Linked DNA regions of Zea mays: all the other regions are linked to region 3. A link is a contact called in public Hi-C data. All regions are on one chromosome and are shown on one strand. Each heading gives the region's core, a stretch centred on a gene start, on an enhancer-like site or on the middle of the called end of the contact. The rest is flanking DNA. Distances are from core to core; before and after follow the strand shown. Region 1 holds the start of LOC100193407 (MLO-like protein). Region 2 holds the start of LOC103629547 (probable E3 ubiquitin-protein ligase ATL44). Region 3 holds the start of LOC100280338.

Region 1 (4,646 bases), core at 2,044-4,543, 150 kb before region 3:
AAAATAGGCTTTCGGTAGCCTAAATTGCTACTAAATGGCTTGATCAATACTTGAAGACCATGTGGAAAGTTATAAGAACATATTCTTTATAGTTCAAACTACCCTTTAGGAATATGAATCTCAAGTATTGGCAATTTTAAACGAACACTTCAGGCACGGTATCTGACGGGTATTGTTTCTGCAGTGTGGTGTAGGAGGACAGATGAGCTTGTAGATGGGCCAAACGCCAACTACATTACACCAACAGCTTTGGACCGGTGGGAGAAGAGACTTGAGGATCTGTTCACGGGACGTCCTTACGACATGCTTGATGCCGCTCTCTCTGATACCATCTCAAGGTTCCCCATAGACATTCAGGTACTGACTGCCTTACGGGCTGCTGTACCTAGCGGATTCATTCCACTGATATGACACTTTTGGACTGCAGTTATTGATATTTCTAACCAGCATTAGATTCTCTAGCTAGGCCTCACTGTTTTTAGTGCAGGATGACTAGACCTACTGAGTTGACAAGAAGCTAGCAGAAATTGTTTTGTTTACTCAACTGAATCTTAAGATTTTTTCAACCTTTAGTCTCTTCTAGCAATGCTTTTGTTTGGTTCAATGAACCTTGCGCATATCGTAGTGGTCCTAGTCTAGTTATATGGACCAGGACCCAGGAGAGGTGTTTGGGTCAAAGCTGTTTCAATGTAACTTTTTTTTAAATAAAAAATGAACTGTTTCTAGAGCTCAGCCCTCACAGCAAAACTTGGAGCGAGAGGCAATAATTTGAATATTACATGGCCTTGGTAATGTGAATTAATTAGTTGGTCTATCCTTAGTTGGTCCGACCTTTTAAGAAACAAAAGGTAACTGTATGACCAGCGCAGAAGAAAATAGGATCTAGATGATGATTGAGAGAGAAACGTTTCAGGGGGAAAAAATCCAATCAATTAAAAATTAGACCTGGGAACATTGGCAGATCGATCTAGAGGGTGGACAAGGTGGGCTGATTTTGATCCTGCTAAATTATATAGATAGTTTTGATTTATTTGCTACTTTTGATTCTCATACGTTGTAGAACTTAAAATGTGAACTCATTTGTTTATTGATTCTCATAAGGTTGGACCACCTTAACTTTAAATCCTAGATTTGCCACTGGGAAGTGACCGAGAGAAAACTATCTGTGCCACTTAGTGGTTTGATAAACTATGTTGTGATACCAAGTTACCAACGTTTTGAAATCAATAAATGTTGTGGCAGCCATTCAGGGACATGATTGAAGGGATGAGGAGTGATCTTAGGAAGACAAGGTATAACAACTTCGACGAGCTCTACATGTACTGCTACTATGTTGCTGGAACTGTCGGGTTAATGAGCGTACCTGTGATGGGCATCGCAACCGAGTCTAAAGCAACAACTGAAAGCGTATACAGTGCTGCCTTGGCTCTGGGAATTGCGAACCAACTCACGAACATACTCCGGGATGTTGGAGAGGAGTAAGTAACATATATATTCTTCCTGCGACAGGCACGAACATGCATGTGTTCAATAGCACAGATGTGATGATATGACTGTCACCATGTCTTTTAGTGCTAGAAGAGGAAGGATATATTTACCACAAGATGAGCTTGCACAGGCAGGGCTCTCTGATGAGGACATCTTCAAAGGGGTCGTCACGAACCGGTGGAGAAACTTCATGAAGAGGCAGATCAAGAGGGCCAGGATGTTTTTTGAGGAGGCAGAGAGAGGGGTAACTGAGCTCTCACAGGCTAGCAGATGGCCAGTAAGTCCACTCAACTTCACATTTCCCACCCAGTATAGCACAGCATCCTCACTTCCTTTTCTTTGTTACCATTGCAGGTATGGGCTTCCCTGTTGTTGTACAGGCAGATCCTGGATGAGATCGAAGCCAACGACTACAACAACTTCACGAAGAGGGCGTATGTTGGTAAAGGGAAGAAGTTGCTAGCACTTCCTGTGGCATATGGAAAATCGCTACTGCTCCCATGTTCATTGAGAAATGGCCAGACCTAGCCACCAGAGAAGCTGCAATGCAAGGTTCAGGTTAGGCTAGATAGAAAGTTAAATGGGGCAACATCAGGAGGCCTTGATGAAAAACAGACAACCTGGTGAATTGTTGTTGGGATCAGGCACAGAACAGATAAGAGCCGCGCAGCCAACCTAGGGCATGTTTGGTTTCAATTAGTTCTAGGACTAAACTTTAGTCCTAGGACTAAACTTTAGTCCCTATATGTTTGGTTCTAGGGACTAAATAGATTCTAAAGTCATTAAATACATTGTCCAAAGACTCAAATACCCTTAGAATATACTCATGATATTAGTTATCTATAAAAAGGTAAGGGCAACATGATAATTATGAGCTTTTAGTCTCTTTTAGCACCTATGTGAAGGACTAAAGACTAAATCATTTTAGTCCATATTTTAGTCCTAGTGTTTGGCAAAAAAGGGACTAAAAGGGACTAAAAACTAGAGACTAATCTTTAGTCCCTCTAACCAAACACCCCCCTAGATGGATACGGAACATTCGCCTCTTATTCGGAGCAATATATGTCTCTCAAGGAAAGAGCCCAACATGTATACTGCCTTCTTTTTCTCATCCCAGATTTGGGGGAAAAACAATGTAAATGCCAATGGTATCGTAGGAAGATTACTAGAAGTAAATGCCAATGTAAAAACAGATGAGTTGGCATTTACATGATAGGATGGTGGGATCATCAGACTGAAAATGATAGGGGATTGTGCTCCCCTGCGACTCCAACTATTAAACAAGGAATCCGTCAGCAGTAGCTAACTGTGTGTATGTGAGAAGAGGCATTCGAGGGGGAGGGTCCACGAGATAGGGTAGGAAACTGACCTCGATTCCATAGGTCCGTCCAACACGGCGCGCCCCGTGGAGGAGCTGGCCAACGCTAATGGTACGGCCGTCACTCGTCGGCGAAAGCAATAAGCGCGTGGCGGCGTGGGGCGTGGCGAGGCCGATCGCCGCACTCGCCTCACTCGAATGGCGGCGATTACGGAGGCGGATTGGCTTCGTGTTCAACTGTTCGTTCGTGGTGGGACGACTCCGGTCCGGTGGCGGCAGCGCGGAGGTTCCAGCCGCGCTCCCGCCTGCACGCCGCACGCACGTAAATAGTTAGTCTGGGCCTTGAAAAGGTCGTGAATTGAGTTGGTTGGGCCTGCTAGCAGGTGGAGGAAGGTCCGGAGTTTGCGCGCGGCCTCTCCTTGGAAAATGGAAATGGACACGGCCGGACATGGGCATGGACATGGAGATGGAAATGGATGGTAATCAGGTCCGTGTAGGTCGCATGCAAGCTGGGCGACACTGCGTGCCGGGCGTCCTCCTTCCTCTGCTCCTTCCGATCCCCCTCCCGGCGTGGAGGTATAGCGTCCGCCATCTCCCCCGGCCGACCGGATCCCTCACCCCTCTAGGTACGTAGCTAGCTAGGCCAGGTTATCGTCGATTCGATAGATTCAATAAGCAAAGGCGATCAACAACACAATTAATGGGGGGCGGCGGCGGCGGCAACTCGCGGGAGCTGGACCAGACGCCGACATGGGCGGTGGCGTCGGTGTGCGGCGTGATCGTGCTCATCTCCATCCTGCTGGAGAAAGGGCTCCACCACGTGGGCGAGTTCTTCTCCCACCGCAAGAAGAAGGCCATGGTGGAGGCCCTGGAGAAGGTGAAGGCGGAGCTCATGGTGCTGGGCTTCATCTCCCTCCTCCTCGTGTTCGGCCAGAACTACATCGTCAAGGTGTGCATCAGCAACCACGCCGCCAACACTATGCTCCCCTGCAAGCTCAAGGAGGCCGCCGTCCCTGGCAAGAAGAAGGCCGCCGCAGCAGCAGAGCATCTCGGGGGCGTGCTGGACTGGCCGCCGCCCTACTACGCGCACAACGGCAGGATGCTGGCGGAGGCGAGCATGGCGACCAAGTGCCCCGAGGGGAAGGTGTCGCTCATCTCCATCAACGCCTTGCACCAGCTGCACATCTTCATCTTCTTCCTCGCCGTCTTCCACGTCTCCTACAGCGCCATCACCATGGCGCTCGGCAGGGCCAAGGTCAATTTCGATTTTTATATGTGTCGTGTGCATATATGTTTGCATTGGAATGAACGGAAGAGCCCATGCAGATACGCGCGTGGAAGGAGTGGGAGAAGGAAGCAGCAGGGCAGGACTACGAGTTCTCTAACGGTAGGATATGAATGCTGCTGCATTGCATGAACTGTCAACGTCCATTCATCATATCATAAATCTATATTGGTTGGTATCCCAGACCCTACGCGGTTCAGGTTCACCCACGAGACTTCGTTTGTGAGGCAGCATATGAATGTGCTCAACAAGTTCCCAGCATCCTTCTACATCGTAAGATTCATGATGCTTTTCTACTGAATTGTTGTCTATTGCATTGCATCTGACGATCGATGATGCTGCCTGCAGAGCAACTTCTTCCGGCAGTTCTTCAGGTCCGTCAGGCGGGCAGACTACTGCGCGCTGCGCCACAGCTTTGTCAACGTATGTAGGGCCACGCCAGCTTGTTTGTTCGTTCCTTCTTCATTGGCAATCAGCAGCAACAACAATGTATGTATCGTATGCAGGTCCATCTGGCCCCTGGCACCAAGTTTGATTTCCAAAAGTACATCAAGC
Region 2 (4,695 bases), core at 1,908-4,407, 130 kb before region 3:
TAGGAACGCGGAGTGGAATAGTGTTATAGAGAGAATAGAAAAGAAACTGAGTAGCTGGAAAGGAAAGCATCTCTCGGTGGGAGGACGCTTAGTCCTTATTAACTCGGTTCTTTCTAGTCTCCCGTTATACATGTTATCTTTCTTTGAAATACCCCGTAAGGTTCTGGAAAAGATTGACTTCCTTAGATCTCGTTTTTACTGGCAATCAGAGGATGAAAAGAAAAAATATAGGTTGGCAAAGTGGAGCGTCCTCTGCCAACCAAAAGAGGTAGGGGGGATCGGGATTAAGAATATTGATTCCCAGAATAAGTGTTTGTTAGTTAAGTGGTTGTTCAAGCTAGCCAACGAAGAGGGAATGTGGCAACAAATCTTAAAGAGAAAATACTTTCGTAACAAGACTATTGGAGAGGTGCAGGTGAAACCTGGAGACTCTCATTTTTGGTCGGGTCTTATGAAAATAAAAGAGCCTTTTCTCTCACATGGGCGGTTTGTGACCAATAGAGGGATAAACGTTAGATTCTAGGAAGATAAGTGGCTAGGGGATTTTTCACTAGAGCGCAGATTTCCTTCCCTTTACTACATTACTAGGCGAAAGCATGCTACAGTGGCCAATGTTCTCGGCTCTACTCCCCTTAATGTCTCTTTTCGTAGAGGTCTACAAGGTGATACGTTGAGGCAGTGGAACTCATTAGTGGCCTTGGTACTTGATGTGTCCCTCAACCTTGCGAAAGATCACTTCCGTTGGAATCTGACCCAGAACGGAGAGTACACAGTGCAATCGTTATACTCTGTAATGATTTGCAGTGGACAAGGCCGGCAGGACCAGACAATTTGGAAGATGAAAATACCGTTGAAAATTAAGATTTTCGCGTGGTATTTGAGAAGGGGTGTCACTCTCACGAGAGACAACTTGGCTAAGCGTAATTGGAACGGTCCTAAATATTGTGTTTCTGTAATTGCAATGAATCCATACAACATCTGTTCTTTGAGTGTCATTTTGCCAAATTCATGTGGCGGGCGGTGAGTCTTACCTTTGGGTTAAGGACACCTTATAGCGTTTATGATCTTTTTAATCTTTGGGCCCGGGGATTCTCCCCCAAGGATATACTAAAGATTCTAGTAGGGGCTATAGCCATATGCTGGGCAATTTGGCTAAGTAGGAATGATGTGGTTTTTAATAAAAGTCCGATCAAAACTTACATGCAGGTACTTTACAGAGGAACTTACTGGTGTCGTTTCTGGGCGCAACTTCAAAGGCATGAGGAAGACGCCAAGGTCATCAGGGAAGCCTGCAGGAAGCTTGAGACGACGGTGATGCAGATCTTCGCTTTTCATGGGTGGCAGTTTAGTAATAGGATTGCTCTGTGAGTTTTGTTTTTACTTTTCGCTGTCCACCCAACTACGTTTGGGGTTTGTATCGCCGCTTGTGGCTCTTTGAGTTGGATTTGTTGGTCTTGTGTTGGCGTGACAGGCCGTCATTTGAGTTGGATTTGTTGGTCTTGTGTTGGCGTGACAGGCCGTCATTTTCGTGATGTAGGCTGGGAACACTCTATCCCATTATCTAAAAAAAAGTTCTTGATATAAACAAAACAACTAGCAGGACAGCCATTTAACTATATACTGATTCATGTTGACTTCGCAACAGTCTAGTACTTGATCAAAATGATTTTCAACAGATGAGTAATATACATTATTACTTGATCAAAGTGTAGCGTGTAATTTTTCGCATCCTTGCTGTGAGAAGTGAAGCTCGAAAGTTGTAAGTTCCTGATTTCGCTACTACCTATTTCATTCCTGGTTGCTCTTGCCATTTTTTCTGCAGACGATGAACTCAAAGGCGGGCGTACTTCCATGCAGAGTATTTCGACCATTAATTAAATTGGATTTGGATGAGCCAGAGCTTTGTTTATTTTGACCGTTAGTTTGAATTTGCTGAACAATTCATGCAGGCTAGATAGCAGTAGCAGTAGCTCAGCGAACTTCTATTGCTCAAGTCCAAGGCAATGATGGAGCCATTGACTGAAGAAAGTTGGTTTCCTTCCTTTTCGCACCAAAACATTCTTTACAGAATTCCACTCCTAATTAAGCACTGAAATCGACATGCCGTCGAGCATTAATATATATATTCTTCAAATATTTACAGTTAAAATAAAACAAAAGGTTTGCAAAAGTAATTTACAAGGAGGGAGCAAAGGATTGGGTATTTTAACAGCTAGCTAGATAGAGACGACGGACGGGTCAAGATATCCAGGAGACAGACTTGCGGCCATGAGCGGCTGGTGGGCGATGACGATTCCGGCGCGGCAGGAGGGGCAGGTGGCGCGCGTGCGGAGCCAGGCGTCGACGCATGCGACGTGGAAGGCGTGGCCGCAGCGGGGGAGCACGCGCAGCGCGTCGCCGTCGGAGAACTCGTCGAGGCAGATGGCGCAGTCGGAGGAGGCGGCAGCGGTGAATGGCGCGGTGGGCAGCGCGTCGATGGCCTTCTTCTTGAGTCCTTTCGGAGGCCTCGCCTGCTGCGGGATCCCCGTGGCGGTGGAGGACGAGGCGGGGCGGCAGGTGCAGCGGGAGACGAGGGCGAGGCCGAGCACGCAGACGAGCGCGCACAGGAAGGACGCCAGGATCATCACCGTGTCGGAGTTCACCGACACCGCCGGCTGCTGGGGAAGCGGTGGTGGAACAGGCCATGACGAGGATGAGGACGACGCCTGCTGCTCTCTTGGGGTCGCGGTGGAGGTGGACGACGCCGCTGCCTGCAGGCGGAGGCTCGCCGTGGCACGCGGCATGGGGCGCTCGCTCTGCTCGGGAACTGGTGTGGGGTGGCTGTGGATCGGCGGATGGTGGTTGGAAAAGACCGCGAGCAAGGCAGCGGCGACCGGGTGATATGGATTTTTTATAGAGCTCCCCGCCGGCGGCTGAGGGTCGAGGTGGGCCCAACCGAAGGATTCGCTTCTAAGGATAACAGCCTTTTGTACCCCAAAAAAAAAAGAAATTTAATAATATATATTAAAAAAATTTCGTACGTACACCCGACGAGCTGTACGAAAACAGTAGTGAACAATATTCTGCTGTGCTGCTAGTGGTTATTGGTAACAACTGTTTTTGTGGCTGTACAAAGTGCAACACCGCTAGCACGTGCATAATTTAAAAGCGGGCATACCACTTGCTTTGTTGACCGATGATTTCCTATATATTAATTATTCTCTACATTCTAATTTATAATTTATTTGACTTTTTAATCTCAAATTTGATTGTCTCATCTTATTAAAAATATAATTATTATGATTTTTAGCATATAATATATATCTCTATTGTTATAATGCAGCAATTTCGTGCATGGACGGTTTCGTGCGTCATCCGCTTCACGCGCCTCCAATGCCCGCCTCCGACGCATCCGCACCGCAACACCCCCGCCCATCTCACGTGCACCTCCGATGGTTGCCAACGCAGCTGACGCCCTCGCGTGTGCATCCACCCCGCACTCTAATCGTGTGACACCCCGGGTGTTTATTTCCTGTTATGTCGAGAGATTTGTCCTAGCTTAGATGCTCAGTGAAAATTTCTATTTCTCGATCGCATCTATATCCTTTTATCAAGTTAATCGTGAATGTTTCACCGAAGTACGAGTTAATTGATCTCGAGAAAGGCTAGATTTGGAGCATGTTAAAACTTTTGTTTCTTGAAGCAAATGCAAATTCGAAAGTCAATCTCATCTCGCAAATCCTGTCCATACTCATTTATTAGAACTCTCGACAATTGTTATTCGACCTGTGTCCGAATCCGATTTCTCAACTTTCGATCTATGTCCGACTATTTAATCTGAATCCACATTCTCTAGCAGAATCTCTGTTGTGTCAACCTCTAATTAATTCTTATGTAAACCGACTTGATATCTATATATCCTATGCATCTCTATCTATCAAGTGTATTTTAAAGATTTCTCAAAGTTTGAACCAAATATTTGTATGAAATTACAAATCCTATGCTTGCTTGAAATTGCTCGTTTGAACAAATGCAAATTTTGAAGTTCAACCAAGCTAGGCCATCTTGCTCAAACAACTCTATATGAACTCTACAACAAAAGTTATTAAGGATCAATGTCAAGAAAATGTCGAGAAAATACTCCGATTGCCTTAAAATATAATTTGAATCTATATAACGATACTACTTTGCCCAAAGTGAAATTTCAATTTTATTCAAGATACGAGGTTTGACCTTTAATAAAAGTTGTAGAACCTACGTTATACAACAAATATTACAATTACACCTAGCATTTATTCAATCTTTAAGTATCTCAAACAGTGTCCTCAAGACGGAATAAAAATCTGATTTCAAGATTCGAATCCATCTAAGTCGAGAATCAGTGTCGATCGGTTTGACGTCACGCGTTTCCCAAATTTTGTGAAACAACTTGAGTTTCCTAAATATAAAAGTTGTTGATAACTGATAGAGGCACAACATATTAAAAGATGATATTCTTCTGATTCCGTTTGACATATTTTGACACTCAGTTTTCACTGTTTTCCATAGTAGTGACAAACATGTTTTCAGAGGTCATTATCTCTCTAACCGATACACGAATAGCCTCAAGCCCTGTACAAGATATGTATATTATAGATCAAAGAAAAGATTGTCTACAGTGACCAAGATCCGAATCCAAATAGAAAAGGCCAAAACTCGTCGTCCAAGGTCAGCACT
Region 3 (4,358 bases), core at 196-2,695:
CGAATGACAACCCATGCTCACGGGCAGCGACACCACGCAGGCGACAGGCGTGCATCTACTCCAGCTTCCTCCTTAGGGGAGGGGATGGCTAGGGGAGACGACGCGCCGACCACGCTGCAATCGGGGTGGAGGGAGATGCAGCAGCATTGTGGCGCTTCAGCCACCTTCGGTGGTGCCAGGCAACACGAGATGTGGGAGGAGAGCGTCGCCTCTGCCATCACCGCGAGGAGGGGATGGCTCGGGGAAGAGGTGGGTTTTAGGTTAAGGGTTTCATGAGAGTAGAGGAATGTGGACCGGGGAGCAAGCAAATCGACAGAGGGCAATGAGCCTTACATGCTTGGCATATGTGATGGACTCTGACAGGTCGCCGCGATGGCGAGATGACAGAGTCTGGCAGTCGCGGTGGCAGTGGGAGTTGGTCCAGCCAGGGAACATGCACCGGGAGGGAGAAAAGGGAAGGAAGACGCAACACAACTCCCTCCGTTGAATCCAATTGAAATTTCGGGCTCGAAAAGGTAGCTGCTGCACAAGAGTTGCGTGCCAACACACGGACAAGCGCACGGGGCGCTATCAGGCCTTTTCGCATCCGCTCCTGACACACGTCAACACGCCGGAGGGAGAGAGAGACAAATAGATAGATAGATAGAGAGAGAGATTGCAATTGGATGGGCTTCCTTTGCACCGCGTGGAAGTGGAACCATATGTAAACTCGGGAAAGATGAAACCGAGTTGTTGAATCTTCCGAAGCTACCTACTTTAGTTTCAGCTTTTGCCAATCATTTTCTCTGCGAGACAAGAAACATATACAAGATATTTGGTTCATGTATGGGTGAGAATGAAGCGTGCATGCATCTTTGTTCCATGACTTTATCATCATGCATCTAAGGGGGTATTTGGTTCCACGCTCTTAAAGTTTAGTCCCTCTTGATAATTACGAGTATTAAACATAGTTTAATTATAAAATTAATTACACAGATTAAGACTAAAAGACGAGACAAATTTATTAAACCTAATTAACTATATATTTAATATTCATAACTTCAAAATTTAATGTCAAGTTACTCAAACACTCTCTAAAAAGTTCACGCCCATAACTGGTTTAGTGACCAGAAAATTAAAGATAATGTATGAAGAAAGATCCCAAAGAGATTCCTCGATCCCTCCAATTTACTTGTGACCAGCCCCAAAGGGTGCAACTGCCCCGGACCCGGTGATCTATTCGGTGGGCTCATGGGCTGGCTTGTCGATCTTGTTGGGTTGGGCTTGGGCCCAGCCAATTCGCCAGCAGGTCACGCCTCAATGCATGGGGCCACTGGCTCTCACTCTGTAACTCCTTGTCCCGTGCAGGTGCGGTGCAGTGCAGTGCATAAACCCTAGTGGCAAAATCGTAGAACCCCAGGCCGCTTTGTCTCTGCCCACGGTCCAACCGAAGGAAAAAAAAGTTTGAAAATCAAACACCTTTCATTCCCCCCATCCCTCCTCCTGCTCATCACTGCTGCTCTCTGGCTGCTCCCTCTCCCTCCATCCCCACTGCTGCTCTCTTGCCAAATCTGATCTAGGGTTTCGTTCCATCTCCACGCGCCGTCCCAGTACCTATCTACTCTAGACTACTACAGTATCCAAAAGGCAAGCTTATCTGCGGAGGGAGTGAGCTGACGCATTCCCGTGCTGGCGAGGGACAGCCAGACCCAGACGGGGAGATCCGATCCGATTCCGTGCTAGCTGCTGCGGAGTGAGTGAGGTGACGCGGGAGCGGGATGGCGGCGCCGGGGCGGAGGACGGCGGACGTGTCCTCGTCCTCGCCCGCCCCCTCGCCGTCCCCTTCCACCGGTAGGCGCCTCCTGCGCACGCAGACCGTCGGCAACCTCGGCGAGTCCATCTTCGACAGCGAGGTCGTGCCGTCCTCGCTCGTCGAGATCGCACCCATCCTCCGCGTCGCCAACGAGGTCGAGGCCACCAACCCGCGCGTCGCCTACCTCTGTAAGTAATTCCTTCTCTTGCGCTACTTACTACTACTACTACTAGCGCTCCGATCCGATTCCTCGTTTGCTCCAGGTCGCTTCTACGCTTTCGAGAAGGCTCACCGCCTCGACCCGACATCCAGTGGCCGTGGTGTTCGTCAGTTTAAGACCGCACTTCTGCAGAGGCTTGAGAGGGTCCGTAGTAGTTGCACTTAAAACTCGCCACATATTCGCACACACCTCCACAACCTGCCCATGATTCTGTACACCTCTGCGCTTCTCCAGGAAAATGATCCCACGCTCAAGGGAAGGGTCCACCAGAGCGATGCTCGGGAGATGCAGCGCTTCTACCGCGAATACTACAAGAAGTACATCCAGGCACTGCAGCATGCTGCTGATAAGGCTGACCGGTGAGTGAGCAGACTCTTTTCCCGCGACGCTTCGTGCCTTCGCCGCTCGCTCGGTGCTCCGCCCTTCACGCTCTGCCTTTCTGTCTCCCCAGAGCACTGCTCACTAAAGCGTACCAGACAGCTGCTGTCTTGTTTGAGGTCTTGAGGGCCGTTAATGTCTCGCAGTCCGTTGAAGTCGATCAAGCGGTATGCCATTCATCTCCGCTGTATGCTGATCTCTGTTTTCTTTCTTTCTTCGCATTGGCACACCTTGACTTTTATCAACAGTGACTGTGAATCCTGCTCGTTTTTTTTGCTGCACAGATTTTGGATACACACAATAAGGTTGAAGAAAAGAAAAAGTTGTACGTACCTTATAACATTCTCCCGCTTGATCCTGAAAGTACTGGTCAAGCCATTATGCGATATCCAGAGGTTTTTTTTTTGTCTATCATCTTGTCTCATTAACAGTGACACCAAACTACGCTTTCTGCAAGCAAAATCGTTAATAATGTCTTTTTCCTCATGATTACGTAGATTCAAGCTGCTGTTTATGCTCTTCGCAATACTAGAGGTCTGCCATGGCCAAAGGACCAAGACAAGAAGCCTGGCGAGAAGAATACTGGGAAAGACCTTCTCGATTGGCTTCAGGCTATGTTTGGGTTTCAGGTAATCGTGTGGAACTTATTTGTTCCTAGCATTCTCGGTGTTGTAGCGTGCTTTGCCCTTAAAAGTACACTTAGAATATACGTTCATTTAACTCAAGTTCCATTTCAGAAAGACAACGTGTCCAACCAAAGGGAACATTTGGTACTGTTGCTTGCAAATGTTCATATAATGAAAGTACCCAAGGTTGACCAACAACCGAAGGTACAAATTTCCTCTCCCTCCGCGTGTTTGTGTTTGTGATCTTATAGAGGAACCAGATGACCTTTCTTTTTTGGACCTGCCTGGATTTGCATATTGATGGTATGATGGGGCTATATTTTTTAGTTGGATGACAAAGCTCTGGATGCTGTAATGAAGAAGCTGTTTAAGAATTATAAGAAGTGGTGCAAGTACCTTGGCCGCAAAAGCAGCTTATGGTAGGTACAGAGTATCCATTATGAAATGTATATGAATCACTTGAACTGATTTCTTAGATCTGTATTTACACTCATCTGTTTGGTTTAGTTGGTTGCCAATCATGGGATTTCAGCTGTAGAGCTACTACACTTGAGAGGACATATATATCGTACATCTCTTTGTTAAGTTACTGTTTCTCTAAATGTTTTGTCGAATTGATCTCTAGGTTGCCAACCATCCAGCAGGAAGTGCAGCAGCGTAAGCTTCTTTATATGGGCCTCTACCTGCTGATTTGGGGTGAGGCGGCTAACTTGAGATTCATGCCAGAGTGTATTTGTTACATCTACCATCATGTAAGATTGACTTGCATTATTTTTCCATGTTAACTTTGATATGCTTGCGGTAGTGAAGATCATACCCTGAATTTCGTGGCAAAATATAGCAATATAGGCTTCCAAATTTTAATTTGTGAGGTTATCTTGCTTGGCGTAGATGGCTTTTGAACTCTACGGCATGCTGGCTGGAAATGTGAGCCCAATGACGGGTGAAAATGTTAAACCAGCATATGGTGGTGATGAAGAAGCCTTTTTGATTAAAGTTGTGACTCCAATATACAAAGTTATAGAGAAGGTATAACACATGTTATTTTAAATACCTGCATGTCGTCTTACTTTCATTTCAATTTGATCACAGTTTTTAGGAACTTAACAGGAAGCTGAAAGGAGCAAGACCATGAAATCAAAGCACTCCCATTGGAGAAACTATGATGATCTGAATGAGTACTTTTGGTAAGTGATGAGTTGAATTGCTGTTTACAATCTTGTGCCCCATATTTTAATGAAACCTAAATCATTACTGTATGGCTTGTCAGGTCAGTTGATTGTTTCCGGCTAGGATGGCCTATGAGAGCTGATGCTGACTTTTTCAAAACTCCAAAAGATGC

The links. Hi-C and Micro-C count contacts between places; a contact is called where the count stands out from the background.
Region 1: a contact with region 3 is called in a Hi-C map of leaf, with 7 times the contacts expected there. The contact joins the promoter of LOC100193407 here to the promoter of LOC100280338 in region 3. A contact is called at or near these places in 11 of 25 Hi-C or Micro-C datasets (bundle sheath, ear, endosperm and 4 more) and 1 of 3 datasets of contacts at active chromatin or transcription factors (leaf).
Region 2: a contact with region 3 is called in a Hi-C map of leaf, with 4 times the contacts expected there. The contact joins the promoter of LOC103629547 here to the promoter of LOC100280338 in region 3. A contact is called at or near these places in 11 of 25 Hi-C or Micro-C datasets (ear, endosperm, leaf and 1 more) and 1 of 3 datasets of contacts at active chromatin or transcription factors (leaf).

Annotation. Positions count from the first base shown.
Region 1 is chr6:91,644,164-91,648,809 of Zm-B73-REFERENCE-NAM-5.0, forward strand. LOC100193407 (MLO-like protein) reads left to right here and starts at 3,294. Exons shown (of 9, transcript NM_001326567.1): 1 at 3,294-4,061; 2 at 4,133-4,193; 3 at 4,276-4,364; 4 at 4,440-4,514; 5 at 4,598-4,646. The coding sequence starts at 3,507. LOC100136882 (yellow endosperm 1) reads left to right here. Exons shown (of 6, transcript NM_001114652.2): 3 at 185-357; 4 at 1,243-1,478; 5 at 1,573-1,765; 6 at 1,843-2,362. The coding sequence ends at 2,016.
Region 2 is chr6:91,663,164-91,667,858 of Zm-B73-REFERENCE-NAM-5.0, forward strand. LOC103629547 (probable E3 ubiquitin-protein ligase ATL44) reads right to left here and starts at 3,158. Exons shown (of 1, transcript XM_008650637.3): 1 at 2,021-3,158. The coding sequence starts at 2,783. The coding sequence ends at 2,217.
Region 3 is chr6:91,793,787-91,798,144 of Zm-B73-REFERENCE-NAM-5.0, forward strand. It overlaps LOC100280338, which reads left to right and starts at 1,446. Exons shown (of 41, transcript NM_001362453.1): 1 at 1,446-1,980; 2 at 2,056-2,156; 3 at 2,247-2,371; 4 at 2,464-2,557; 5 at 2,675-2,785; 6 at 2,888-3,019; 7 at 3,128-3,220; 8 at 3,344-3,435; 9 at 3,642-3,768; 10 at 3,908-4,045; 11 at 4,127-4,203; 12 at 4,287-4,358. The coding sequence starts at 1,758.